Regions from separate parts of the Mus musculus genome. Here all the other regions are linked to region 3. The links are chromatin contacts, called in public promoter capture Hi-C maps. All regions are on one chromosome and are shown on one strand. The core of a region is the stretch at or near the end of the contact, and the rest is flanking DNA. Distances in the headings are between cores, read along the strand shown. Region 1 holds the start of Bcas3os1 (breast carcinoma amplified sequence 3, opposite strand 1). Region 2 overlaps Bcas3 (breast carcinoma amplified sequence 3). Region 3 overlaps Bcas3 (breast carcinoma amplified sequence 3).

Region 1 (3,548 bases), core at 947-3,446, 230 kb before region 3:
ACTGAAACCAGGGTTTCATGTGCTCAGCAAGTGCTTGGCAGCTGAGCTACACACCCAGTCTGCATTCCCCCGGACTTTCCAAACAGCAGCTACATGGCCTCTAGAGAGGCCAAGGCAGAAAGATGAGTGTTCAGCTTTGTCCTTTCAATTTATTTTGTTTGTCTTTTGTTTTTGAGACTGGGTCTCACTTTGTAGCCATGGCTGGCCTAAAACTCATTATGTATATAGGGGCTGGCCTTGAATTCATAGAGATCTGCCTGCTTCTGCTTCCTGAGGGCTGGGATTCAAGTCACCATACCTAGCTTTGTCTCTCTCCATTTCTTACCTTTTCTCAATATACTGTATAGCTCGCATAGAAATGGTGTGAATAGACACCCTTGTTTCATTTCTCTTCATAAAAGAAACCTCAAGTGACAGGTGGTGGCACACACCTTTAATATCAGTGCTCAGGAGACAGAGGCTTAGAGCCAAGGCTACTGAGGGAAAACATGTCTTGGAAAACCAACAAAACAACCCCCCTAAAGAACAAAACCACCTCTGGCTTCATAAAACCAAAACAAAGCCCACCCTAAACACTAGGGCTCTGCCTGTTTCCTTCTATCTTTGAATCGTTAAACTAAGCCTAAAGTGCCGAAGAGTCATGCTAACGCCACACCAGTTGCTATGCCATCTCCGGATACCTCCGAAAGAACACATTCGAGGCGTTGGTAGTCCAGGCTAGCCTTAGAATACTGGAGGTAGCCAAGGTGCTCTTAAACTTCTGATCCTCCTGTCTCAGCCTCTCAAGTTCAAGGGCGATTAAGCATGAACCTCTGTGCCCAGATTCTAGAACCAGAAGCCTGCCAGGCTCTGGCCCAGCTGTGACCCCTGACTCAGGCATAGCTAGTTCAAACAAGAAGGTTCAATCTATTCCTGTGCATTTATGCGAAGACCAGCATGTCCACCCGAGATCATGAAGATGGTCCCATCCAACAGCACATCAGTTACCATTTTAGGTTTTGAAACTCGGGGGGAAAACATGCAGGGAAGAAATAAACAGCTTTTTTTTTTTTTTAATGTAATAACTGAAGAGTAATGAGGTTGGAAAACAGATGTGGACAGAGGGGAAATCTTGCTACAGTGTGGCCCACACAATCTGGGGAGGAATGATAAAAAGAAAAAACAACACAACTTTACAAGCTGTTTTGAGCCTGGAATTAAAAGGAGTAATCAAGCAAGGCTGCCTTATAAAGGGTCAAGGGGTAGCATCCTGCAGCGGAGAATAAGCAGAGCCCCTGCTCCTGGCCAGCTCAGGCCTCAGCCTGGGAAGAAAGGCTTCCCGGGGCAGCAGCTCTGCAGAGCAGATTCTTGATTCAGTGTTTAATAACTGCCATCTAACCTCCTTCCCCTGCCCACCCGCTCCCCAGGGAGGTACTTCCCTAATGGGTTAGCCCTTTTTAGTCTGGTTTTAGTCTCTGGCTCTTTATATTCTGAGTCGGGCAAGGGGGGGTGGGGTGGGGACCTCAGTCTATTCCTGTGACTTCCAGGCAAAATGTGTCAAATTAGATAAATGTGTCCGAGGCTGGGTTGCGAGCAGAGCACACTCACTCTTTCAATGGTCTCTTCCCACACCCCTTTCACCATGTCTGCCTCTCAGAGTCTATTCAAATGCATAAAACAATTCCAACTGAATCTTCACATGGGGTGTCTAGGGTTTTTTTGTTTGTTTGTTTGTTTGTTTGTTTTGTTTTTGTTTTTTTAAGCTTAGTATACATCACATTTGGGGAGCAACAGAGAGATGTGAATAGAGAGACCCCCAAGCCTGCCCTGTTTCTGAGGTTACCCACAGGAAGGCAACTCCCTTCTACGCCTGTGGCATTGTTTTGTTTATTACGCAGTGACTGTCAGGACACTTATCAGTTTACTAAACTGTGTTAGTCTGTACAGAGTGTCTCCCGACGTGGGGCTGTGAGAGAGCAGCCGTTGCAGTTGTCTGACTTGGCTTCTGAAAGCCTTCAACTACTGAAGTCCAGCCAGCATCTAATTTTACCCGTGAGTTCCAGGAGAGAAGAAAGCTGGTGGGAAGATTACAGAGTTCCTTGAAGCCCTGACCTACAACAGGAAGAGAGTTGTCAGCCGTCATGTCTCTCACCCTAAATTCCAAGGCAAACAACAGTGGCTGAACATTTTATAACACGTTCCCATTGTAAAATTGCATATTCCAGAAACCCGATGCTGGCTCCCTCATTTTCCATAGACCTCATGTAAGTACCAGCGCATGATCTTAAACTGAATATTTTTACTTGAGCTTTTCACTTCCAATTTGTCGAATGTACTTTGGCTTCTCTGACTTTCTTGTAAGGCGGTGGCAATCTGTTTTCACACTAACTCTTGTATGCATTCGGCTCATATCACTGAATTGGCGACCTGGGAATCTCTGAGGACACTGGTGTAAACGAATCACCACCGGGGTCTCAGGGGCTTTCTGTAAAGAGCGGGAGAAGGAGACTTTCCAGGTCTTTCGGCTCACCCGTCAGCAAGTTACTTCACTTCTCCTACACTCACCTGTGAAACGGGTGTATGAACAGCCGCGGCAGGGCAAATGTGAGGACTGATGACAGCCTACTTCGAGGGAGCTGCGCACAGTGCTTAACACAGAGAGGCATTGTCAAGTCTGTCCAAAGCAATGGGGAGAGTACCCACAGTCCTGCTCGGTGAGATGCCACAGTGGCACTCCTTTGGACAAAAGATGACCTCAAGTGCCCTAGAAGCACTAAGGGGATCAGCCAACAGGAGAGTTGGAGAGATAGGGGGTGTCTGGTGTCTACGGGAGATCTCCAACCTGATTGCCCTAGGCCAGGAATGGACAAGTGCCCACTCGAAGGCTGGTGCCCTTGGAACAGAACATGAGCCTCTTAGAAGTAGGTTGATGGAAAGGAAAAAACAAAATGGCTGGAAAAGTTCAACAGGTTCATTGAGCTCCAGATGCTAACCAACCTGCTTTCAGGGGTAGCACTTCCCATTGTTGCCAGAGACCGGTAAAGGACGGTAACAGACAACCTCAGCTTGGCCTGTGAGACAGATCACCTGGGCCCAAGCCCTGCAGCAATTACTGTGCTATGAAAGGCGGAGCTGGACTCTAATAAGTGAGAACAAAGAGCCAACCACCCTGGAACATTTAGCAGACCTCTGGGTCATTATCTGGCTCAGTTTCAGTGTTCTCAAATTCTGTGTGCTCTCGAGAAGAATGGAGATCCACAGATTAGTCCTCTGGGCACCCCTTATTATCCTCAGGTCCCTTCAAAATAAAAACACAAGTAAAAGTAAAACCCATCTAGCAGCTGCTACTACTTCAGCACTGACAGCATACTGGGTGCTACCTTTGCAAGAGGGAACCAGTTAGAAAGGGCTCAGATATAGAAAAGTGATATCCAGTACCAGCCAGGGAACAGCAAGGTTCTTTCTGGCACCCAAACAAGCTCTTTAGGAGAGAAGGGCTGTGCATACATAGACCCTTGGGTTTAAGAAGGAAACTCATCATCTAATCAGAAATGAAACAAGAATCCTCA
Region 2 (3,727 bases), core at 866-3,365, 250 kb before region 3:
TTTCTAGTTGATCTCCTGAATCCTACTGCACAGGATGGAATGGGAGCATATGGCCATGTGCAGTTCTGCACTTGGTCTACCAAAACCGGTGGCCTTGACCATTGGTGATCCCTGACCACATGGTAATGGCCTGAGGGCATGTGAGCTGTGAAAATCTCCAGCCCACATGTAAAAGCCAGGTATACACCTGTAACCCTAGTGGTAGGTGACAAAGTCAGGTAGAACTTGGAAGATGACAGGCCAGGCAGCCTATCAGTAATGGTGAGCTTCAGGCTTTAGTGACATTAACAGAGAAGGACCCCAGACATCCTCCTGTGGCTTCTGCCTGCACATGCACGAAGATGCACACCTACATATTCATGTGTGTATACACTATACCACACCTACCGCACATCAAAAGGAATTCAAAGTCATCTTTGATCATATAGGAAGTTTGAAGTCAGACTGGCTTGAGACCCTGCCACAAACAAACAAATAGAAGTGACCATGTATCTATGCTCTAATAAATAACCTTTAACTCTTTGTCATGTAAGCAGTCAGTTATTCAACTCAGTGAGTCATACATACACAAAGACTTGAAAGTGGTGGGAGAAGGGCCTGGAAAAAGGGCTTCCATGATGGGGGTTGGGTGATGAGAGAGGGTAACAGGGTAAACATGACTAAGACTCACTGTACATGTTTGACACCGCTATGGGGGTGGGGGATGTTAAAGGACAGTTCCTGACTTGTCTCTCCATCTTAACACGGCTGAAGTATGCGCAGCTCTCCAAGGAGTCGGAATGGGGATGGTTTTTAAACGGTATAGACCAAAAAAGGAGGAGAAATGTGACTAGCCTCCCCGGAGTTAGAAGCACAGAAACGGTTCCATAGGCTGTGAGAAGAGTACCTTCTAAATATGCATTGTGACTGTTACCATTCCCACCTCCTAGCCCTCCCACACCCTGTCCTCTGCCCATAAGGCTGGGGCCCCATCACTTCCAGGGTCCTATCAGCAGTCACTGACATGCCGCTGGTCTCTGAGCATGCTCACAGCTCACAAGAATTCTCCCAGCCAACAACCTTCATTCTTTGGCATTGGCTCTTTGAGAAAGCATTATCAAAATTTTTTACATACATATCAAATAATACATTTGTCAAGAATAACCCGTCGTAAATAACTTTTCTTCTGGCTTATGTGAACAATGCTTATTGCTTGACTTTATAGGATTTAATTGGAGAAATTTAAAGTTGAGGGGTTCAACTTTGCAAGTACTCTCCATGTGCTGATGAGAAACAGACATGCCAGGTAGATTTCACAAAAAGAAACTCACACACTTTGTTACTTTCATGACATCATGCAAGCAATGGTCTGCAAACTACGGCAACTTATTAAGTGTAGGCACTGTGGGCAAGAGTGGGATGAGCCCCTGAGTTCTCCCAACCCAGTCTTACTTGCCCAACCCCCAAGCATGCAAGATCTTTCTTTTCTCTTTAAATCACACTAGGGGGCTGTCCGCTTCTAATTCTCTCAAACCTACCTGAAAACAAAAGAGAATGAATACAGGAACCGCAGTGAGAGCAGGGTAGGAACTTATCTAAAGAAAACACTGGTGACCCTAGAGTCCCACTGCTGCAGGAGTGGGTGCCAAGTTCTGCGTCTCCACTGAAGGATCCCAGCAGCTGCAGTGTGTTACTTGTGGCAACTCTTCTAGGATCGCAAAGGGTTTCAAAGTCATCCTGGCAGCTGCCTCCTGTCGCCCACTCTGTAATGATTGAACCTCTTGTTCCTTTTATAGACTTGTTCTCTCCTAATAAAACACTAAATGCTGCTCTGAGCAACTGTTCCAAGATGGTTAGGTGCAGGCCTCCCCCTCTTCCTCCTCTCCCCCCACACCAGGCATTTGCTCTCACAATGGATCCTGTGTAAATGGTCCTATGGAGTACACACACAGTCACATGAGCACCCACACAGGCATGCAAGTGAGCACACATGCAAGCGCCTGCAAATCCCTTTAACTAAACCTGAACTTTGCATCCATTTCCAGCTATTTTAAGAGCAGCTACTTTAAGACTGGGCAGCCATCCTAGAGCCATGAAAGCTAGTGTGCAGCACAGCCTGCTATGAACGAAGAACCATGTGGATTCACTGTGGCAGGACTCTGCAGAAACAGCATCTCCAGACTGTATCTCAGAAGAAAGCGCTTCAACCTGTGAGTGAGTGGGTGGGAAATGCTGCAAAACAGGCTGGTTTCCCCACTTGGAAATCTGAACCACATTTTAAAGGTGTGAACCCCTTTTACAGTTGAAAATGCAGAAGGGAATCACATCATACCAGAACAACGCAAGAATCGGCTCAAAGAGGTTCATTAGATCTAAACACATTGTATTCATGTATGAAATACCAAATATTAAATAAAATAAAAACTGAAGAATAGAAATTCCCAGCCCCTCTCAAAGCTCACACTTTTTCCTTAGCTCATACTCTGGCAGCTATACAAATAGAGTAAATGTCTTCCTTCAATTGAGTACAACAACATTTGAAACTGACCCTTACTTTTAAAGCTTCACTGTGACTTTACATTTAATCTGCATTCGATTTTTCTCTCCTTTGAAACAGAATCTTCCTATGTAGCTCAGGCTGGTCTTGAACTTGGTCTCCTCTCTCAGCCTCCTGAGCTTACAGGCACCAATCACCACAACCAGACTCATTTATATTTTTACCGGCCTGCTGAAGCTTGCAAGCCCCTCACACAGCGGGAGCTCTGGCTACTAGTTATCTTACCACTGGCGGCCAGCAAAGGCTCTGCTGGCATAGCAGTTGTTAGTCAATCGTTTGTTGAATAAACAAAAGAAACTTTAAAAACAAAATGCTCTTGGCTAAAACAGGCAAGCTAACAAAATCCCTTGAACACTTTTTGTTCCTTAGACTCTGAAGGCTTTTAATGAGGAATCCTGCCCTCTTGAAATAATTCTGCTTAAGTAATTGCCATTTGACTGAAAGAGACAAATACAAGGAACCTTTAGACTCTGACTAGTAGAAAGTTAGAGGCGACCAATTCTCTGTGAGGCTTTGTTCATCCTAAGACCTCTCTGAAAGTATAGATTAAAATGCTGTAATTGGTGATTTAAGATGTTAGCTCACGTCAAGTTTATTTTTGCATTTAGTGCTAAGCATTTTAGTCAAACTGATTTGTTTTTCTGTTATGACATTTTAACAAACCCGTAAGCAGAGAGAATGGCGTAATGAAGGCCATGCACTCAGCATTAGCTTTACAAATTAGCAGCTCTCGCCACTCTGACTTCACCTATAGAAACTGGTTCCGACTTCAGCTCTGTGACAATCAGATTGCTGCCAGTGCTAGCCAATTAGCTTATAATTACTATGGACTTCTAGGTCTCAAGAAACCTCCCACTTGGAAGGTGGAAGTTTTGAGCCAAAATATGACATCTGACATGGTTGCAGCTGCTTGAAATATGTCTTCATTAAAGTCAGATGAAGGAGATAAGCCTAGCCTCAAACCAACACAGTCTGCATTTTTTCTTTTAAGTACAAAAGTAGAACTCTTTCCCTGACTGTACTCCCTCCTGAGCCCCCTCCTCTTCTCCTCTCCTCGCCCTTCCTAATTCTAAAACATTTAGCCACAAAAGTGTATTCCCAGACTTGCTCTTGCTCTCACTAATGTTCACGCCATTTTCCCAGGGCCTCAGCTCAGCCTTTGAAGAAGCTAGAAGGCAAGGACACAGGGTG
Region 3 (4,065 bases), core at 1,554-4,053:
GTACAATCAAGATGAAAATGTTTCAATATATACTAATGAAACTGATGTAATTTACTCAATTAAACATAACCATCACGGAGTTAGGGTGGTGTCATACATCTCTACTCTCAGCTAGTCAAGAGACAGAGGCAGAGGGATCATTTGCACTCAGGAATTCAAGACCTACCTGGACAAAAGCTGAGATCCTGTCCATAAAATAAATAAACAAAAGATGTGCAACACACACACAAGTGCACAATACATAGATAGGTGTAATCTTAGTAATTAATACAGCAAAAAATAATCTCTACTCTTGCACGGTATTAACAGAAACTGCCAACAGTACTTTCTATAAAGTATACTCTTGACTTTGCAAAGTTGTCCATGGTCATGAGTTACAAAGATGTCCTAGTTTCATGTTTTAAGCCAGTGAATCATGAAATAACACATCTAACCACAACCGAAAGGAAAAAATTACAAAGGGCTACAGGTAGTAAACAGGTTTTGGGTGTGTGCATATCTGTTTGAGTATTTAAACCATTTCTGCAGAGTTCCTGCTTTTCACACAGAAGTCTCTGGGGGAAGACTTACACATACTTTGTGAACATGCAGTTTCATTTGGTCCCCTGCAGTTAAGCTGCTGTCCACAGCACAGCGACCTCCTTGGGTAACCAATGAATGTGAGACTGCAGATGCTGTGTGTGAGATTGCTTGTCTTTGTGCTTCTGTGCCTGTCTACTTCAAACAGCAATGTGCTGTCTCTTTCCTGAATATTATCCCATCATGTAGAGGAGTCCCTGTATTAATTGCTAACCTGAATTCTGAAATTCAATCCTCCTGCCTGGGAGGACAGGAAAAGCTACTGCGTGGTGCCGCTTTGTCAAATTATGGACCACTGGCATCTCTCTATAATCCAATATGACTTTAATTATTTCATTCCCTACATTCTCATGTAGGACATTAATTAGTGGAGTGAAATTTAAGTTCATGTTGATTAATTTATCTGCTTGTCTGCGTACTTTTTCTTTGCTTGAGTAGAAGAACGTTTATTTTTACTTTGGGTTCTTACTATACTACTACTATTACTACAACTATCCTCCTCTTCCTCCTCCTCCTCTTCCTCCTTCTCCTCCTCTTCCTCCTCCTCTTCCTCACCATCATCACCACCACCACCATCATCATCATTTTTCGAGACAGGGTTTCTCTGTGTAGCCCTGGCTGTCCTGGAAATCACTCTGTGGACCAGGCTGGCCTCGAACTCAGAGATCCTCCTGCCTCTGCATCATCCCCAAAGCACCTAAATCTTTAGCCTAATGACACAAGAGCGCTGGGGGAAGGCATGTCCCACCACAGGCTGGCGCTTTAGAATTATTTTAAGTGGGCTGGGGAAGAATGAGAACACGGTTTCCAGCTACCGTAAATTAGCAGTTGAGTTTCCCGTTTTTGAGGAAATCCCAGGGTTGGCAGAGCCATAGTGCAACAGATGGAAATGGCCTTCTTGGTCATGGTATCTGCCCTTCTAGGGAAATAAGAAAATTCTCTTTTTAATATTGAGCTTTAAGCTGTTGTTCTGAGAAATAATCCCTTTTTATTCTAAATTGACTGTTCCATAGTGCATGCTGCACACACCTAACTTCCAAGGTCTGTTCTTTTCTTTTATTGTGTTGAGTGTTTTGTTGACACACAGTAATAAAGGGCATGAGTAAGTGGCACAGAAGTAAGGCCTATCACTAACATGGGAGGATACAGTCCATCTAAAGGTGAGATTTCCCTGGCTAACCATTTTTCTGGCTATATACATTTTAATCAATGAAAAGTAGCAACCATTATATTAATTTAATAATGGGTAATAATTAATAGACACATTAGGTTCTCTCCCACCATATCTAGGAATGGCCATGAGGTGCCCTCACATGCCTGTCTTACTGAGAGCCACCCTGTGTGTGTCTATGCTCCGTCCCAGCCATGCTGAGACTCAAGGCATGCATGCTGTTCCCACTCCTGCTTTCTGCTCAGTCACAGAAGTCTGAATAAGCCAACTCAGCTGCCATCTTCTGATTCTACCTTTCCACAAAAATCAGTTTGGGGCACTTAACAAACAACAGAAACATTTTGTAATGGGAGAGAGAGAGGGAGGAAGGGAGGGAGGGAGGGAGAGAGGGAGGAACGGAGGGAGGGAGGGAGGGAGAGGGAGAGGGAGAGGGTGAGTGTGTGTGTGTAAATGTACACTCACAACATTCTCCTCAGAATGAGCATGTAAATGAAGGGCTGACTGAATCAGGCCACTACTGTTCTACATGTGAGTAGCAATCACAGCTGAGCATTTTAAATATGGTCTTTCTGGTTGTTTCTAAGTCAACCTCTCTTGTAGAGCAATAGTCCTTACCATCTGCACCTCTATATGCACACAAATCCTACCTCAGATGCTGTCCTCTTCCATTCATCCAAATTTGGCTTCCTAGTCTGTAATGAGTCTATACGCTCCACAAAACGTTTAGAACATAAGCACTTGAAAAGGCAGAGGAAAGGAAGAAACAGCTAGTGCCTGTCTACAGAATCAAGTGCTTTTCTTAATATACAGTTTCCTCTTTTACATACGTACTGAAAACAGTAAGCTCTTTTTTTTTTTCTGGAAAACAAGTTTTAAAGCACATATACATAAAAGGAAAAAGTCATACAGCATAGACTGCGGCTTGAGAACTATTTATGCAGCATCAGAAGACTAAACCAGACGCTGGCCTGGCCATAAACTAAACCCACGCCCCAAACGAGGTGCCAAGCCACAAAAAGCATTTGCGTCATCTGGGAATACAAGGAAAAGAAGGGCTTCTAATTATAGGGCCTGGAAGCGGAAGCCCAGAGTGATTAGCTATTTAGGCGCTGCTGTGTGTTTATCTGGAAGCTTCCTCTCGCTCACTTGAAGCCTCAAGTTTGATAGATGAGCTTCAGTGTTGGCGGGTGGGGGCTGACGCCCTGATAGTACGTGGTGTTCTCTAGCGTCTGAGGGGGCTGCAGAGAGTGAGCTTAGCTGAGGCTGTTGTGGCTTCTGCAGAGCTAAGTCTTTTCACATGGGCGAAGCTGGTCAGACCAAAGAGTGAAATTAAAGACTAGCAAAACAGCAGTGAGCACAGGCTATAAAATCTTGGAAACATGATTTGCCCTTTTTTCCAAAATCCTATTTATAACACCTATCTAATTGAATGGTTCTTCAACATGTACACACACGGGAATTCAAAGACAAATTACCAGTTATTCACACTCTCTTCCAAAAGAGTCATAAGCAGAGGACAGGGTCAGACACAAGTCTTAATGGGACATCACACTGTAGTACTCATAAAACAAGATTTACCAATTATATTTTATCATTAATTTTTGCAAGGTGTTATATCTGACCTATACTTGTAAACTTTCAGTGGCACAAAGTCAAATTTGTAAAATAAATAAAAAGTAGAATCTCAGTATTGATAGAAAACCAGTGGTCTCAAAGCTCAAAGTCCCCAAGTACACAGAGTCCACTTCTGAATTGCTTTCTCCCACCACAGTTATCTGTCTGTCTCTCTGTCTCTCCCCCTCTCGGAAGCTTTGGTTTTGTTGTTGTTGTTTGTTTGTTTTTGTTTGCCATGTTGTAGCTAGAGCCACATAACGCACGCTCCCTATTTCCGGCCTAAGCATCTAACCCTAGAGCATGAATTTCTCCAGCAGTCACTTAGGCTTTTTAAAGACACTGATAATCAACCCCATCAATGTACTCTTCCGATTTAGGAAACAAGAATGTAAATCTTTATAAAATGCACTACAAAACATCCTGTGAGAAACACTGAAGGAAACAGCGCTAAGAAAACAAAAGAGATGATTGAGTTGATGTCATTCCTAGAGTTGTCTATATCTGTAACCAACATAGGTTCAAAAGAAGGACGATATTACACACATACATTGCACTTCTGACTCATTTTTTCCTTTAACATACATGCAGCCACCTAACCTCAGCAGTTAGAGAATAAAAGATTGAACTCTGAGGTTTTTAGGATTATGGAAGTGCCTATGGCTCTCTCCCTCCGGTTTCAGTGTTGAACACTGTGACCTGGG

What was found. Promoter capture Hi-C pulls out the DNA fragments that hold promoters and counts their contacts.
Region 1: a promoter capture Hi-C map of the HPC-7 cell line shows a contact between it and region 3. The contact joins the promoter of Bcas3os1 here to the enhancer-like site in region 3. A contact is called at or near these places in 12 of 39 promoter capture datasets (3T3-L1-derived adipocytes, the C10 cell line, the HPC-7 cell line and 7 more), 1 of 484 Hi-C or Micro-C datasets (nephron progenitors), 2 of 115 datasets of contacts at active chromatin or transcription factors (bone marrow-derived macrophages and embryonic basal ganglia) and 3 of 9 other capture datasets (adipose tissue, liver and pancreatic islet).
Region 2: a promoter capture Hi-C map of cranial neural crest shows a contact between it and region 3, with 1.8 times the contacts expected there. The contact joins two enhancer-like sites. A contact is called at or near these places in 8 of 39 promoter capture datasets (the HPC-7 cell line, cranial neural crest, embryonic stem cells and 3 more), 1 of 115 datasets of contacts at active chromatin or transcription factors (bone marrow-derived macrophages) and 1 of 9 other capture datasets (embryonic stem cells).

The regions. Positions count from the first base shown.
Region 1 is chr11:85,718,392-85,721,939 of GRCm38.p6, reverse strand. It overlaps Bcas3os1 (breast carcinoma amplified sequence 3, opposite strand 1), which reads left to right and starts at 2,196. Exons shown (of 6, transcript NR_045875.1): 1 at 2,196-2,243. The region is part of intron 22 of Bcas3 (breast carcinoma amplified sequence 3); the gene reads right to left. RefSeq lists an enhancer at 1-3,548.
Region 2 is chr11:85,737,804-85,741,530 of GRCm38.p6, reverse strand. The region is part of intron 22 of Bcas3 (breast carcinoma amplified sequence 3); the gene reads right to left. Among named protein-coding and RNA genes, the nearest start is that of Bcas3os1, 20 kb to the right of the region's middle. Within about 2 kb of position 2,115, at least 47 of the 459 cell types and tissues checked have an H3K27ac peak or open chromatin away from gene starts, as enhancers often do.
Region 3 is chr11:85,491,204-85,495,268 of GRCm38.p6, reverse strand. The region is part of intron 13 of Bcas3 (breast carcinoma amplified sequence 3); the gene reads right to left. Among named protein-coding and RNA genes, the nearest start is that of Bcas3, 140 kb to the right of the region's middle. Within about 2 kb of position 2,803, at least 69 of the 459 cell types and tissues checked have an H3K27ac peak or open chromatin away from gene starts, as enhancers often do. A contact at or near this core is called in the HPC-7 cell line, adipose tissue, bone marrow-derived macrophages and 1 more, where this site is marked.